Linked DNA regions of Oryctolagus cuniculus: region 1 is linked to region 2. Evidence: chromatin contacts called from public Hi-C data. All regions are on one chromosome and are shown on one strand. Each heading gives the region's core, a stretch centred on a gene start, on an enhancer-like site or on the middle of the called end of the contact. The rest is flanking DNA. Distances are from core to core; before and after follow the strand shown.

Region 1 (7,227 bases), core at 545-3,044, 200 kb before region 2:
GGGACTGTTTGTTCCTCTAAACTTTAGAGTCTAAAGTAAAACTGAGAAGCCTCACAGAGTTCCAAATTAGGCTTAAGCTTTAGAGCAGGAGAACTTTTGTGAACCAGAAGTCTTAACTTGGTTCAGATGGTTGTAGCAGGGAAAGGACAAAAATGCCACGTCAGGGGCTAACTGGTAAGTGGGAAGCCGACAGCAAACCCTGGGAGCTGGCTTTGGGCTGAGAGGACTCTATGGGGTTTGTATGAGCAGAAGTTCCCAAGCTTTCCGAGATACACTTGTATACCATGCTCCTCCAAACCACTCCTACCCCCCTCCCCACTCAGGCTTCCTGTCTCTGATCATTCATACCTGTGGGGATGAGTCCATCACCAGAGCCCCCATAGCCCCCAGACACAATGCTGGTTTCATTGAGGTTGGGTCCTGACACCATCACCTGCTGGAGGTCCTATAGGCCAGAGAAGAGGGGGGCAGCTGAGGCATTGTGGGAGTGGGAACAAGCTTGGATTGAAGCACCACAGACAGTACACTAGAGAAGTCTGCACAGAATCAGAATGAAGATTTGTAAAAAGGATGAAGTGAGGTAGATAAGCTAAGGAAGGTTGCTGGAATAGGGGTGAGAGCCCAGGTTTTATAAACTGGATTCCCGAATTGAAACAAGAATGAAAGAGAAGCACCTGCTCCAGCCCATCATCTTCAGGAAGCTGCCCAGCTTCGCCGTTCCCATGGATAGGGATCTCCATTGTGGCTGCCTTCCCTAGGATCCCGTCCGTCATGGCTAGGGAAGGGGCTGGAGCCAAAGTCTCCACCCCAGCACCCTGCAAAGCCCAACAGACAGTTTTGGAAAGTGGCCAGCAGTCTGGAAGAGAGAGTCCGCTCCTGCCATTTCTCATGTTTTAGAGGTAGTCCCAGGCTGAGTGTCCTGGAGTTCAGCCACCACTCCTTTCCTCAGGCATATGTATTTCTCCCCCACCGAAGCGCACATTTCTACACACCTACACCCAAGCCTCAGGTGTCTTCTCACAGCCTCCCCACCTCCCAACCTCAGGACCTGGTGCTTGTTCATGCATTCACTCATTCACCAGACATTTAGTGAGTGCCTACTATGTGACAGCCACTATCTGAGGCAATGGAAACACAGCACTGAACAAGAGAGATAAAGTCTCCGGTCTCTTGGAACTTAGCCCCATGCAGGTGCGCTTACTCCCAGCAGGAGCCAAGCCCCCTTCCAGCACTCCAGTGCTTTCTCCCCACTCAGGTATGCTCTCTATTGCTCCGCCTTTCATACTCCTAAAATGTTCTTTCCCTCTTCCTTCAGGGTGGTCTCCCCCCTCCATCTCATACACCTCCTCTTCCAGGGGCCCTCCGCACCAGGCCTCGCTTGAAACAGCTGGTCGCTGGTAAAAGCCTCTCTTCCCCAGAGCAAAGGTGATCCCTTCCAAAGTCAGTTGTGTCTCTCAGGTGTGTGAGTCCCTGTTCCCCTCCCCCCGACACACCTGGGCATCAGGTGTGTCCTCATCCTTGCCTATCTTTCAGGGGCATCTTGCCCTCAGGACAGGTCCGTGCATTCAACTTCCCCTCGCCCAGGCACGTCCCTCTCACCTCGGGCCGGGCAGCTCTTCCCCTCAGGGCGCCAGGCCCGAGCGGCGCGGGGACCTCCGGTTCCAGTTCCCGTCGCGATCCTAGCAGCAGGTCAGGGACTCGGCGGAAGTGACGGCCTCTCCGGGCAGAAGAAGCTGGCCACGTCGCAGATTCTAAGGGCGGAGGTGACGTAGCAGCCAGGGGCAGGGCTATCCTGGGGCCAACCCTTTAGTCCTTGGTGGGGGGGAGGGCGGGGGAGCGACGAGAGATTACTTCCGGGGCGGTACCCAGACCTTGAAACGGAAGTGACGTAGGGCGTGAGCGCCTGGCGGGATGGAGCAACAGCAACAACTGAGAAACGTGAGTGCTGCTAAGTCGCCCTAGAGCCGTGCCGTGAGCTCGCTTTGCAGGAACTGCAGAGAGCCAGGGATGCCAAGGCTGGGAACAAACGGCTATGAAACGTGGTCCTGGGAGGCCTGTGGCTGCGGGGCCTTGAGGTATGGGGCCCATATCGCTGAGTTCTTGGTCCCCTTTTCTTCCAGTTGCGGGACTTCCTGTTGGTCTACAATCGGATGACAGAACTCTGCTTTCAGCGCTGTGTGCCCAGCCTGCACCACCGAGCCCTGGACGCTGAGGAGGTGGGCAACTATGTAGGGACGTTACCCTCGATCCTCAGTTACGGGTCGTCTGCCTCCTCCACCCCCTTCCCCTTCCTCTCCGGCCTGGCCTTCCCACCACCCTCACCCCTAGGCTGCGGTTGGGGAAGGACGAAGCCGGGCCTAACGGGACCACTTTGGCCTCTACTTAACCCCTCTGTTTTCCTTTCAGGAGGCCTGTCTACACAGCTGTGCTGGGAAGCTGATCCACTCCAACCACCGCCTCATGGCCGCTTACGTGCAGCTCATGCCTGCCCTGGTACAGCGCCGCATCGCAGACTATGAGGCTGCCTCAGCTGTGCCGGGTGTTGCCGCTGAACAGCCTGCAGGCTCACCGTCCAGCAGCTAGCCACCCCCAGTCCCAAAAGGGAAGGCCTTGGATGGGCCCTCAGATTGAAGGACCCTGTGGACTTTGACTAGGTGAAGCCTGCACGAGGGGTTGCCTGAAAGTTGGGTACCGTTGCTCCATTTCCTGGAGCCAATAAACCCACCTTTTACTCTGTTTGGTTTATATTATGGGCAGGGAACCTTTGCTCACTGTAGGCACCATCCTTTGTTCTGTCGTTTAGTGCATATCTGCTGGCCTCAGCCCTGACCACTGAGGAAGTGTTTTCTATATGTAGAAGGAAAATGTCTGGTGTTCAGGCAGCTGGTTAAGTCAGGCTCTGTAGGGACAAGATCAAGGTCGGTAGTAACAATAGAATTGTTTCCTTCCCGGATGGCAGAAAATGGGAGCCCTGTCTGGCCATGCTTAAGTCTGCCTTAAAAGATGCACCTGTGAGTCAAATGTGGATTGGTATGTGACTGTTTTTGTGGACTGTGTCTTAATTCTGCTGGTTCCAGGGAAAGGAAGTGTGTGTGTGTGTGTGTGTATGAACAATAGATCAACATCCACAGGGATTTTAGGTACCGCTTCCTTACGAAGTCAGGAGATACAGAACAGAGATGAAATCTGTTAAGAATTCTGGGTGTTCTGGAACTTTATCTATTTCCCCAGGTTGTTGTTTTCTTAGTATTTCTGTCTTGATTTAGCAGTAAAACCTTAAGCAAAGAAGGGCTGTTTCCTTGTCTTAGGGAGCAATCCGTAAGGGTCAAACTTGGAGACCATATTCTTCAATATAGTCAAACTTAGGGAAAAAAAAAAAAGGAAAAGTAGATTATGGTGGTTATGAAAAAGGGGATAAAACAAAATCATTGGGACCTTTTTAATGTTACCTTAACCTTTCAGTACTTGTCTATAATCTTATTGTAGCTTTCTACCCCGGACCTGACTTTGTCCAGTATGCCTGTTTTGTGATTTCTAGTCCCATGCTCTCCATTCTTTTCTAGTTAGCACTCCCACCCCCCCACCAACTGCCTTTTCTTCTGTATTCAGCAGTCTGAATGACATATTGCCTTCCACCCCATTTTCTTGTGGAGGATGTCCTCCTTTTTCTATCATCCCACTTGTTTGATCTTTTCTAATCCTCCACTCAAACTTGTAGAGAAAAACAGTTGTGTAATGAATACTACCAAATAGTCAAGGCTTCCAGCTTCAGCAAAGCCCTCACTACTGACATACAGCCCTGAATGGCTTCCTGGTCTGTTCTCTCTCATCTTCACCAAGGCAGTTATTTCCCACCTCCTCTCCTCTCTAATCGAGACCATCCCTCATCAGGTGACTTTCATTTTTTACAGAGGAATTGATGTTCTAGGCATTTGTTGTCACAGCAATAAAAGAATTCTTTACAAAGACCCACAAAGCAGTTTTTTTTTTTCATTTGCAATTAGAAAGTTGAAATTCTCAAGTAGCCGATCTTGTATTAAATGCAGATCTGACTTGAAAGTCCATTTCCTGAACCCAGGTGCCTCTCAGTTATTTATTGAGCACCCACTTCGTATGGGTCCTGATGCTTGTAGATGCTATGCTTTTTCTTGGTTAACCTTCACAACAAAGCTCCAAGTAAGTAGTAGTATCCCGCTTATCACATGAGGAAAGCAAGAACCCAGAAGGTACCAGAAGCCCATCTTACACACAGTTACTTACTGAGAAAAGTATGTTAAGGATAAAAGTTGCTGACCAAGAACTTCCCTTCTGAGTAGCTTTGCTTATTCAATAAAATTCTCTCCTTGTGAAGTATAAATGCAAGTGTTATATCTTGTGAATTTCTCAATTTCCAGAGCTAGATGAATGGGATATTATGCACCAGATGAAAGAATTCCCCTCCAACATTTGTAGGTATCTTTGCAATAAGGTTCCATTGTCAATTATCTGTGCCTTTCCACATATCACATGATTAATAACTGCAGAAAATGGACAGGAACATGATCTGTCTGACTAAAACCTTTGCTATGAACTTCCAGAGCTTTGGTCTGCTTGTTCATGTGTACCCAACCTGCCTCTAGGAATAGAAAAACAAGTGTCCCTCAAGCTGACCTATCAGTCCCATAGATTTTTAATCTGTTCAGTCCTGGTCCTTTCTTCTCTATTTAAAATATGTTCAGTTAGTGAGAAGAACCTTATTCCTACTATTTCTCCTTCCACAGTCACTGGTTTGTCCCATTTCTTGACATAAAGTGATAGCTATTAGCTTAATGATAGCAACGTGATGTTCTAAGCACAACAAACAGGGATAGTTACTGACAAAGATTTATCACATAACATATATATATATATATTAGACACAGCGCTGATGTTTCTGCTTTGGCTTTAGAACTTAACTGCTGACTCCTTTGAATGAAGTCACACATGTTATTTTCCTCTCAATAGCTCACCATTGATCTTCCTATCTACCCCCTTAATCTTTAATGTGTATGTAGATAAGCCATTGGATAGTTTGGTCTCAATCCCTTGACCTAATCTCCAATAGTTTCCACTCTGCCTTAACTACCCAGTCCCTTATATTCTGGCCATTGACATCACCCCAAGCTCCTTTATATTTTATCTGCTGGCGCTGTGGCTCAATAGGCTAATCCTCTGCCGGCACACCGGGTTCTGTCCCGGTTGCTCCTCTTCCTGTCCAGCTCTCTGCTGTGGCCTGGGAGTGCAGTGGAGGATGGCCCAAGTCCTTGGGCCCTGCACCCACATGGGAGACCAGGAGAAGCACCTGGCTCCTGGCTTTGGATCAGCACAGTATGCTGGCTGCAGTGTGCCGGCCGCAGCAGCCATTGAGGGGTGAACCAACAGAAAAAGGAAGACCTTTCTCTCTCTCTCTCTCTCTCACTGTCCACTCTGCCTGTCAAAAAAAAAAAAAAAAAAAGCTATTATTTGTGTTTTATCCACTTATTCCTTCTGCTTCATTTTTTTGAACCATTTTCTACTGTCATTGTTTGATTGCACTGCAACGGTAAAGCTGTTGCTTCTACCCTTTCTCCATTAGTACCTTCCTTCTTTAGATTCCTAACCAGTTTAAACTCTGGTGATTTTTAATGGAATAGGCTGAATTCTCTTGCTTTTCATCTCTCTCTCTCTCTCTCTCTCTTTGACTCTTAAGATAAAATGAAACATTGATCTGTGCCTGCATTTGGAAACTTAAATACCACCCAAGGAAACCACTATAGGGCAGAGTTATCCTACTCTTAAATCCACAGTTATCAACTTCAAATGGAATCTCAGCTCCTACAATCCCACTAGATTTTTCCTACTTGTTTTTACAGCTCATCATAATGACTACTTCAAAATGGTACTATTAGGCCTCTTATTGCCTGCCTCTTCCCTTTGATTTCTGCAGGTAACTGTATTTTTACTTCATAGGCAAAAGCAGAAACTATCAGTTGGTAACTCCCTCAACATCCTGTAACTTACCACTTACATGTACAAATATGTCATTGTCTCTTGTCTAAACAGCAAGCATGCCCCTAATCTAAGGTCAGTGCCTAGTCTGGTGGTCTGGATCTTAGTCCTTCCCTCTTTGAGGTACTCTGACTTCCTCCCACTTTGTTAAACATGCTAAAGATTCCCCAACCGTGGGACTAGTGTTGTGGTGTAACGGGTTAAGCCACTGCCTGCAGTGCTGGCATCCCATATGGGCACCAGTTGGAGTCCTGGCTGCTCCACTTCTGAACCAGCTATCTGCTAATGCAGCAGAGGACTGCCTGAGGGCTTGGGCCTCTGCACCCATGTGGGAGACCCAGAAGAAGCTCCTGGCTTCATGGCCCAGCCCTGGTTGATATTTGGGGAGTGAACCAGGGGATAGATGATCTCTCTCTATCTCTCTGTAACTCTGCCTTTAAAATAAATAAAATAAATCTTAAGAAAAACAAAACAAAAACTATACCTTTTCCCCTCTAGTTCCGAGCCTATCTTCTACTTAACAGTTAACCTCTCCATCATCTTTCCTCAACTCTCATTCCATTGAAATAGTTTGCACTAATGACACTCTCCTAGAATCCAATGGTTATTTCATAGTCCTTAGTTTATTTCACTTCTCAGTAGCATTTGGTGCTATTTTCTGTTTCCTCATCCACTTCAATTGGTGTCTGATTTCACTCCCATAGTTTTGCTACTACTACCTCTTTGAGCACAGATTCTTAGCCTCCTTTGTAGGCTCACCTTCCTGTTAACCTTTAAATCTCAGTTTCTCTAGCTAGGTCCTGTTATTTTTAACACTTTTTTTTTAATGCAGTTTCATTCCCATTCTGAGCTTCAGTTATTAATGGCTCTTAGATCGCCAAGCTATTTGACATCTCCACTTAGGTATCTCAAAAACATCCAAACTCAACAAGCTTCCATATAAACTGCCCTGTGTCTGGTACTCATCTAATTGCAGAAACTAGAAACTTAGACACTTCCCCCATTCTCATACATTCACTCAATTGCCAAGTCCTATCAGTTTACATTTTTAAATATCCCATGATATTTAGAATATCTGCTTTTCTTCATCTTCACCATGGACTCCCACAAGGATTATTGGAATTGTTGCTTCTCACTTTTGTGCCCTAACAGTTTGCTGTCCACTCACTAGCCAGAAAACACAAACTGGTACTTAAAATCTTTCAGTAGTCTGCAATTCTT
Region 2 (6,845 bases), core at 619-3,118:
ACCAAGAGGAAAGAGCTTAATCTGAAATCCAACTTCCCCTGTTGAACGCCTCCACCCCTTTGGTCAGGGTAGTGGATAGCTGAGCTTTTACGTCTTCTCCTCTGAGGCTCATTCAGGAGTGGAGGGAAGCACGCGAGAGTAAAGTGGGAGCCTGCCGAGAAACAGAGGAATGGTGTCAGGGTCTCCTGAGGGTTCCTAGGAAAGTGGATTGACAAAGTTTCACTTGTAGATTTTACTGCCCCACCCATCAAAAGTAATCTTTCTCTAAGGAATCTAAACGGCTCACTCTCTATGCTGGGTGTCAAAACATAATCACCTTCAGGAGCAACACTGGAATTGTAAGATGTGTCCCATCTAAAATGGCATTAACAAAAATAAACTATACTAAACACACGGAACCCGAAACTAAGAATCAGAAAATCAAGCCATGAATTTACTATCTCAGGTAGATTGAGCATTTAGTTTTCATTCTCCAGAAACCTCAGAGGAAGAAGAAAAAAATCAATTTACATATATTCACGTTAAGGAATTTTATATACTGTGCAGGTCAAGGGCCAGAAGATTCTGGACCCCATTAAGATTGTCCATTCCAGAACTCTCACTCTAGGTCTTCTCAGACATTAATAAAAGAGCAGCAGAGGCCTGTAATCAGTGGCACCAATGAGAGCTGCAGACCCATCAGCCCCAGTTAGGTTCCTGGTGTTTGAGTTGTGTGGCAGCTGTGAATACTTGTTTCCTGGTTCAGCCTGAGGTCCTCCCGCAGTCCCTGCAGCAGCTGGTTTAGGAGTGTAAGGTTGCTGTCTCTGGGAGGCAGAGGCAGGGGTGGGAGGCAGTTCCCTTTATACTCGATCACAGCCATCTTGGCCCGATCCTGCTCACTCCGATTCGGGATTTGCAGCATTCTCGTGTAGCCCCCATTCTGATCTCGGTACCGAGGGGCCAGGACTTGAAACAGCTTTGGGATCAAGTCCTTCTCCTAGAGGGAGAATTATTCAGGAGAGAGTGGAGTCAGGTACAACTGCAGAGGCATTTAATTCTCAGCTACTCCCAAAGGTAGGGTCCAAACACATGTACACAGACCTCCCCCACGTCCCCCCCAAAGTATTACACAGAGGGGCCATTCACAGGTCATTCTGGCGTATGCGTAGTCGCACCGGGTTCAACTTAAGACACAAGTTTCCAATTTAGTTCCTAACAGTGGTCCACACGTCAGAGCTTAACTCTGCCCGGCCCCCTCCCTCCAACAATCCCCTCCTCTGAGGGAGCAAGCAGTGCATCTGGGAGGCAAAGACGGGTCACACTCACCGTGAGCCAGAAGTCAGCCATACGCATGGCTCGTTCGTTGGTGTCTCCCAGCTTCCCATAGTCGATGAGCTGCGAGGAGATGGCAATCAATTCATCCCGCCACTCAAGGGTCTTTAATTCAGGCCGCCCGCGACTACGCAGCCCTTACTCGTCTCCGGTTTGGGCTCAGTCTAGGATCCTACGTGATTCAGACTTGGGGAAGGGTTTACCAGAGCAGTCCAATTCCTCGCCAAATTCAGCCAGACCCCGCCCCTGCAGCCTAGACGCGCGCGGAGACAGGCCGGCCTCGCTCCTTACCTTCTCGGCGTAGCCCCTCATCTCGTCCACGCGCGCCCATGACGCCTCGATGCGTTCGTGTCGCACCAGTCCCGTGAGCAAGTTCCGCAACAGGTGAATGCGGGACTCGGGTCCCAGGCCCAGGCGGCGGAATACGCGGCCGTGGGAGACGGCGGCGGCGACCGACAACCGCATGTTCGCAGCGCCCCCGCCCCTCAGAGGCCGGAACTGGAAACGCCAGGGGAGGGGCCAGGCGGAGGAACGGCGGGGCGCATGCGCCGTCGCCCGGTGCGTGGCGGACGTGTTTGCGCATGAGCATCACGGAGTGCCTCGCTGGCAATCTGAGGAAGGGCGGAGGAGGGGAGTTGAGCTTTTCCCGAGGCGGAGAGCCGGGCGAGCGTCCCTCGCTGTGAGGGGGTGCTCCGCGGCGAGCCAGGGAGCGAGGCGCCACCTAGTGTGGCAAACGGCGGCCATCGGGTCCTCCTAAACGACGTGGCGGGGTTTAGACGGACGGGAAGCTCCTCCGCGGAGCGGCTAAGAAAGTGAGTGTCTGAGGGAGCCGCGCCTGGAGGGGTCGCGCTGCTGCGAGCTGACTGAGCGCGGGCCGCCGGTAGCAGTAATGGCGAAAGGAGTAACCAGGAAGCCCAGGAAAGAAACTCAGATAGTGAGACTTTTCTGTTGTTGAAGTAGTCATCGCAGTTAAAAATCCTAGCGCTAAAAGACAGAGTAATGGGCTAGCATTTTAGAATTACATCTCTGTATTTTTCGAAAGGGTAAAAGCATACTTACACATTATCTGTTCATGTACAATAACATTATAGTTTACTTTTGAATCTCAACTCTGCAAGTTTAATTTTTTGAAAAGTTTGATTCATTTAAATATTTGAAAGGCAGACGATGGGGCAGTGGGGTTTGGAGATTTGATGCGATGTGGAAGTTCCATCTGCTGGTTTACTCCCCAGTGGCCGCAATAGGCGGGTCTGGCCAGGCAGAAACCAGGAGCCAGGAACTCCAATGGGAGCCCCCATGTGTGTGTCAGGGTCCTAAGTCCTTGTGCTATCTCCCCTTGCCTTCCCATGTGAATTAGCAGGGAGCTGGGTGGGAAATGGTGCAGCAAGAACTCCAACCGGCTGCTCAGATATAGAATACCATCATCGTAACGGGTAGGTTAGCCATTGTGCCACAGTGTCAGCCCCACAACGTCTCCAAATTTACAGTGAGTATCAGTATTATTCTTTGTGGGTTGAACTGTCATCCCCCCACTTCTCCCACCCCCGGCCACCTCAGAATGTGACCTTATTTGGAAAGAGTCATTGCAGATGTAATCAATGACAGTAAGGTCATACTGAAATAGGAAGGACAGTTCATGAAAAATGGCGAGTTTGTAAAAAGAAGGCATTTGAAGAGTCAGACACACAGGGTGAAGATTGTCTGACAAAGACAAAGACATACAAGGAGAATGGCTTGTGACCATCAAGAGAGGGTTTGGCTATATAGTTGCAAGTGAAGGAATGGACTCCAAGGATTGCCAGGAAACATTTGAAGCTAAAAGAACATCATAGATCCGTCCCTAGATCTTTCAGAGAACATAACCTGTGGACACTATAATTTTTAACTTCTAACCTCCTGAGATGTGAGACAATAGATTTTGTTGTTTCAAGCCCCATGGTTGTTTTACTTTGTTATGGGGCCCTTCATAACTAATACATAATCATGTTCTTTAGACAGTGTAATTAATATTTGTCACTCTGCTTGTAGGTGACCAAATAACACTTAGTATTTTTTTTTTTATTTTGTAAGTTTTCTTTCACATGAAGCAAGAGATAGTCATAAGAAAAGTCATAAACATGGGGATGTTGGCAAGGATTTATACAAATCATACTTCACAGTAAATTTCAGAAGTTACCTTCTATATTATATGTTTTTTCTTTGGGAACCATTTGTGCAGTTTTCAAATATTTTCATAGTTGAAGAATTCAGTTTAGATATTTTCATGGAAAACTTCTAACTAGGAAAATTAAATTTCTAATTAGGAAAAACTTTTAAGGTTTTCTTCTGTAGGGGCCGGCACTGTGGCATAGTGGGTAAAGCTGCTGCCTTTAGTACCAGTATTCCATATGGATGCTGGTTTGAGTGCTGGCTGCTCCACTTCCAATCCAGCTCTCAGCTATGGCCTGGGAAAGGAGTAGAAGATGGCTCCTGTCCTTGGGCCCCTGCACCCACATGGGAGACCCAGAACTTCCTGGCTTCTGGCTTTGGGTGAGCCTAGCAGAAGTCAGAGAAAATCAACATTGGCATTGACATTTGATCTGTTATAGATGTATCACATGGTGAAAATAATTGAAGTATCAAACTGTTATCTTTTTTTTAAAAGATTTATTTATTTGAAAGCCAGAGTTATAAAGAGACAGAGAGAACGAGAGAGAGAGCGAGAGAGAGAGAGAGAGAGAGATCTTCCATCTACTGGTTCACTCCCCAAAGGAAGAAAATTATATCTATTTATATATTTTTTGCAAAATAAAGATGTTTATTTTCATTCCAAAAAAGTTTAAATCTAGTATAGTTTTTTTTTTTTTTTTTTTTTTTTTTGACAGGCAGAGTGGACAGTGAGAGAGAGAGAGAGACAGAGAGAAAGGTCTTCCTTTTGCCATTGGTTCACCCTCCAATGGCCGCCTTGGCCGGTGTGCTGCGGCAGGCGCACAGCGCTGATCCGAAGGCAGGAGCCAGGTACTTCTCCTGGTTTCCCATGGGGTGCAGGGCCCAAGCACCTGGGCCGTCCTCCACTGCACTCCCTGGCCACAGCAGAAAGCTGGTCTGGAAGAGGGGCAACCGGGACAGAATCTGGCGGCCTGACCGGGACTAGAACCCAGTGTGCTGGCGCTGCAAGGCGGAGGATTAGCCTATTGAGCCGTGGCGCTGGCCTGTATCTACTAGTTTTTCACATTAACTTCTACATAGAATTTTTAAAGAATATGTTAAAAAATAGTGATAATCTGAAACCTGCACACAGATGATTAAAACTCAGTGGTAATCATAGCAACTGTTTACATTATTTTATCATTTTATTTGAATGGCAGAGAGAGACAGAGTTCTTCCATCTGCTGGTTCACTCCTCAGATACCTGAAACATCTAGGACTGGGCCAGGTCAATGCCAGGAGCCTGGAATTTAATTCAGGTTTTTGGTGGAGGCATCATCTGCTGCCTCCCAGGGTGATATTAGCAGGATGCTGGATCAGAAGTGGAGGAGTCAGTACTCAAACTAGGCACTATGACATGGGTGGGATACAGGCATCCCAAGCAGCGTTGTAACCTCTACACCTAATGCTTGCTCTGGCAATTGTATAGAAATTAGACCAAGAGCACCAATTGGCGTCCCAGATGCTCCACTTCCGATCCAGCTCTCTGCTGATGTACCTGGGAAGGCGGTGGAGAAAAGCCAAGTCCTTGGGCCCCTGCACCCATGTGGGAGACCTGGAGGAAGCTCCTTCCTGGCTTTGGACCAGCCCAGCTCCAGCTGTTGTGGCCATCTGGGGAGTTAACCAGTGGATAGAAGATCTCTCCTTCTGTTTCTCCCTCTCTTTCTCTGTAACTTTGCCTTGCAAGTAAATAAATAAGTCTTTAGAAAATTAGACCAAGAAAACTTTTTTATTGAGGGTTATTATATCATTACATTAGAATTGTTGTAGGTATAAATGACAATAAAAAGCAGATTAACTTTTAGTTATTTTATTACTGTTTTAAAATCTTTGAAGACTGTTCAACTCCTTATTTCTGCACCCAAGTTGGACGGTATCCATCCTTCCTTCCTTCCTTCTTTTTTTTTTAATTTATTTATTTGACAGGTAGAGTTACAGATAGTGAGACAGAGAGAGAGGTCTTCCTTCTGTTGGTTCACCCCCCAAATGGCTGCCACTGCTGGAGCTGTGCCAATCTGAAGCCAGGAGCCTGTTGCTTCTCCTGGTCTCCCATGTGGGTGCAGGAGCCCAAGCTCTTGGGCCATCTTCCACTGCCCTCCTGGGCCACAGAAGAGAGCTGGACTGGAAGAGGAGCAATCAGGACTAGAATCCGCTGCCCATATGGGATGCCGTCGCTGCAGGCAGAGGATTAGCAAAGTGAGCCATGGCGCCAGCCCCCTCCCCCCCCTTCCTTCCTTCCTTCCTTCCTCCCTTCCTCCCTTCCTCTTTTTCTTTCCTTCTTTCTTCCTTTATCTCTTTCTCTCCTTCCTTTCTCCCCCCTCCCTCCCTCCCTCTTTCCCTCTCTCCCTCCCTCCCTTCCTCCCTCCCTCCCTCCCTCCCTCCCTCCCTCCCTCCTTCCTTCCTTCCTTCCTTCCTTCCTTCCTTCCTTCGAGAAGGAGAGACAGAGAAAAAGGTCTTTCATCAGCTGGTTCACTCCTCAAATGGATGCAATGGTCAGAGCTAGGCTGGTCCAAAGCCAGGAGCCAGGAGCTTCTTCCTGGTCTCCCATGTGGGTGCAGGGGCCCAAGCACTTGGGCCATCTTCTGTTGCTTTCCCAGGCCATAGCAGAGAGCTGGATCAGAAGAGGAGTAGCTGGGACATGAACCAGCACCCATATGGGATGCCAGCATCACAGGCCAAGGTTTATCCTACTATATCACAGAGCTGGCCCCTGTTCTCACTTTGCAACCTGTGTTACTCACTAGCTCTGAGTGTCCAGCTGACCCTCCAGGGAAGGTACTCAGAATGGATCTATCTGAGTATTCTGGCTGAACTAGGACTTGTAGCAACTCTGATGAATCCGAGTCCAGGTTGAGCCCCTGAGGAGGTGTTGGTGGTAACTATAGTCAGTTTCTCAGAGTGAGAAAAGCAATCTCAAGCAATGTTTTGTGAGTCTGCTGAATAAGATCCCAATCTTCAGAAGAATCTTTGGTTGTTTTTCATAACCTTTGCTGGAAGAAGAGGGTTGTGTCTGCCCACACCACTGCAGAGAATCCCTGACTGCTTACATCCTATTCTTTTTTTTTAATTTATTTATTTACCTGAAAGAGTTACACAGAGAGAGAAGGAGAGGCAGAGAGAGAGAGGTCTTCCATCCCCTGGTTCACTCCCCAGATGGCCTTATTGGCTGAAGCTGTGCAAATCCAAAGTTAGGAGCCAGGAGCTTCCTCCAGGTCTCCCACATGTGTGCAGGGGCCCAAGCACTTGTGCCATCCTCTACTGCTTTCCCAGGACATAGCAGAGAACTGGATTGGAAGTGGAGCAGCTGGGACATCCTATTCTGTGGAAGCTTCTCTGAGGCAGTGCTC

What was found. Hi-C and Micro-C count contacts between places; a contact is called where the count stands out from the background.
Region 1: a contact with region 2 is called in a Hi-C map of psoas muscle, with 4 times the contacts expected there. The contact joins the promoter of ARFIP2 here to the promoter of MRPL17 in region 2. A contact is called at or near these places in 2 of 6 Hi-C or Micro-C datasets (ear pinna and psoas muscle).

The regions. Positions count from the first base shown.
Region 1 is chr1:60,399,109-60,406,335 of mOryCun1.1, reverse strand. ARFIP2 (ARF interacting protein 2) reads right to left here and starts at 1,794. Exons shown (of 7, transcript XM_051851314.2): 1 at 1,600-1,794; 2 at 675-815; 3 at 349-445. The coding sequence starts at 773. It overlaps TIMM10B (translocase of inner mitochondrial membrane 10B), which reads left to right and starts at 1,821. Exons shown (of 3, transcript XM_002708763.4): 1 at 1,821-1,938; 2 at 2,121-2,216; 3 at 2,407-2,736. The coding sequence starts at 1,912. The coding sequence ends at 2,583.
Region 2 is chr1:60,197,461-60,204,305 of mOryCun1.1, reverse strand. MRPL17 (mitochondrial ribosomal protein L17) reads right to left here and starts at 1,868. Exons shown (of 3, transcript XM_002708772.5): 1 at 1,603-1,868; 2 at 1,306-1,374; 3 at 433-976. The coding sequence starts at 1,776. The coding sequence ends at 689.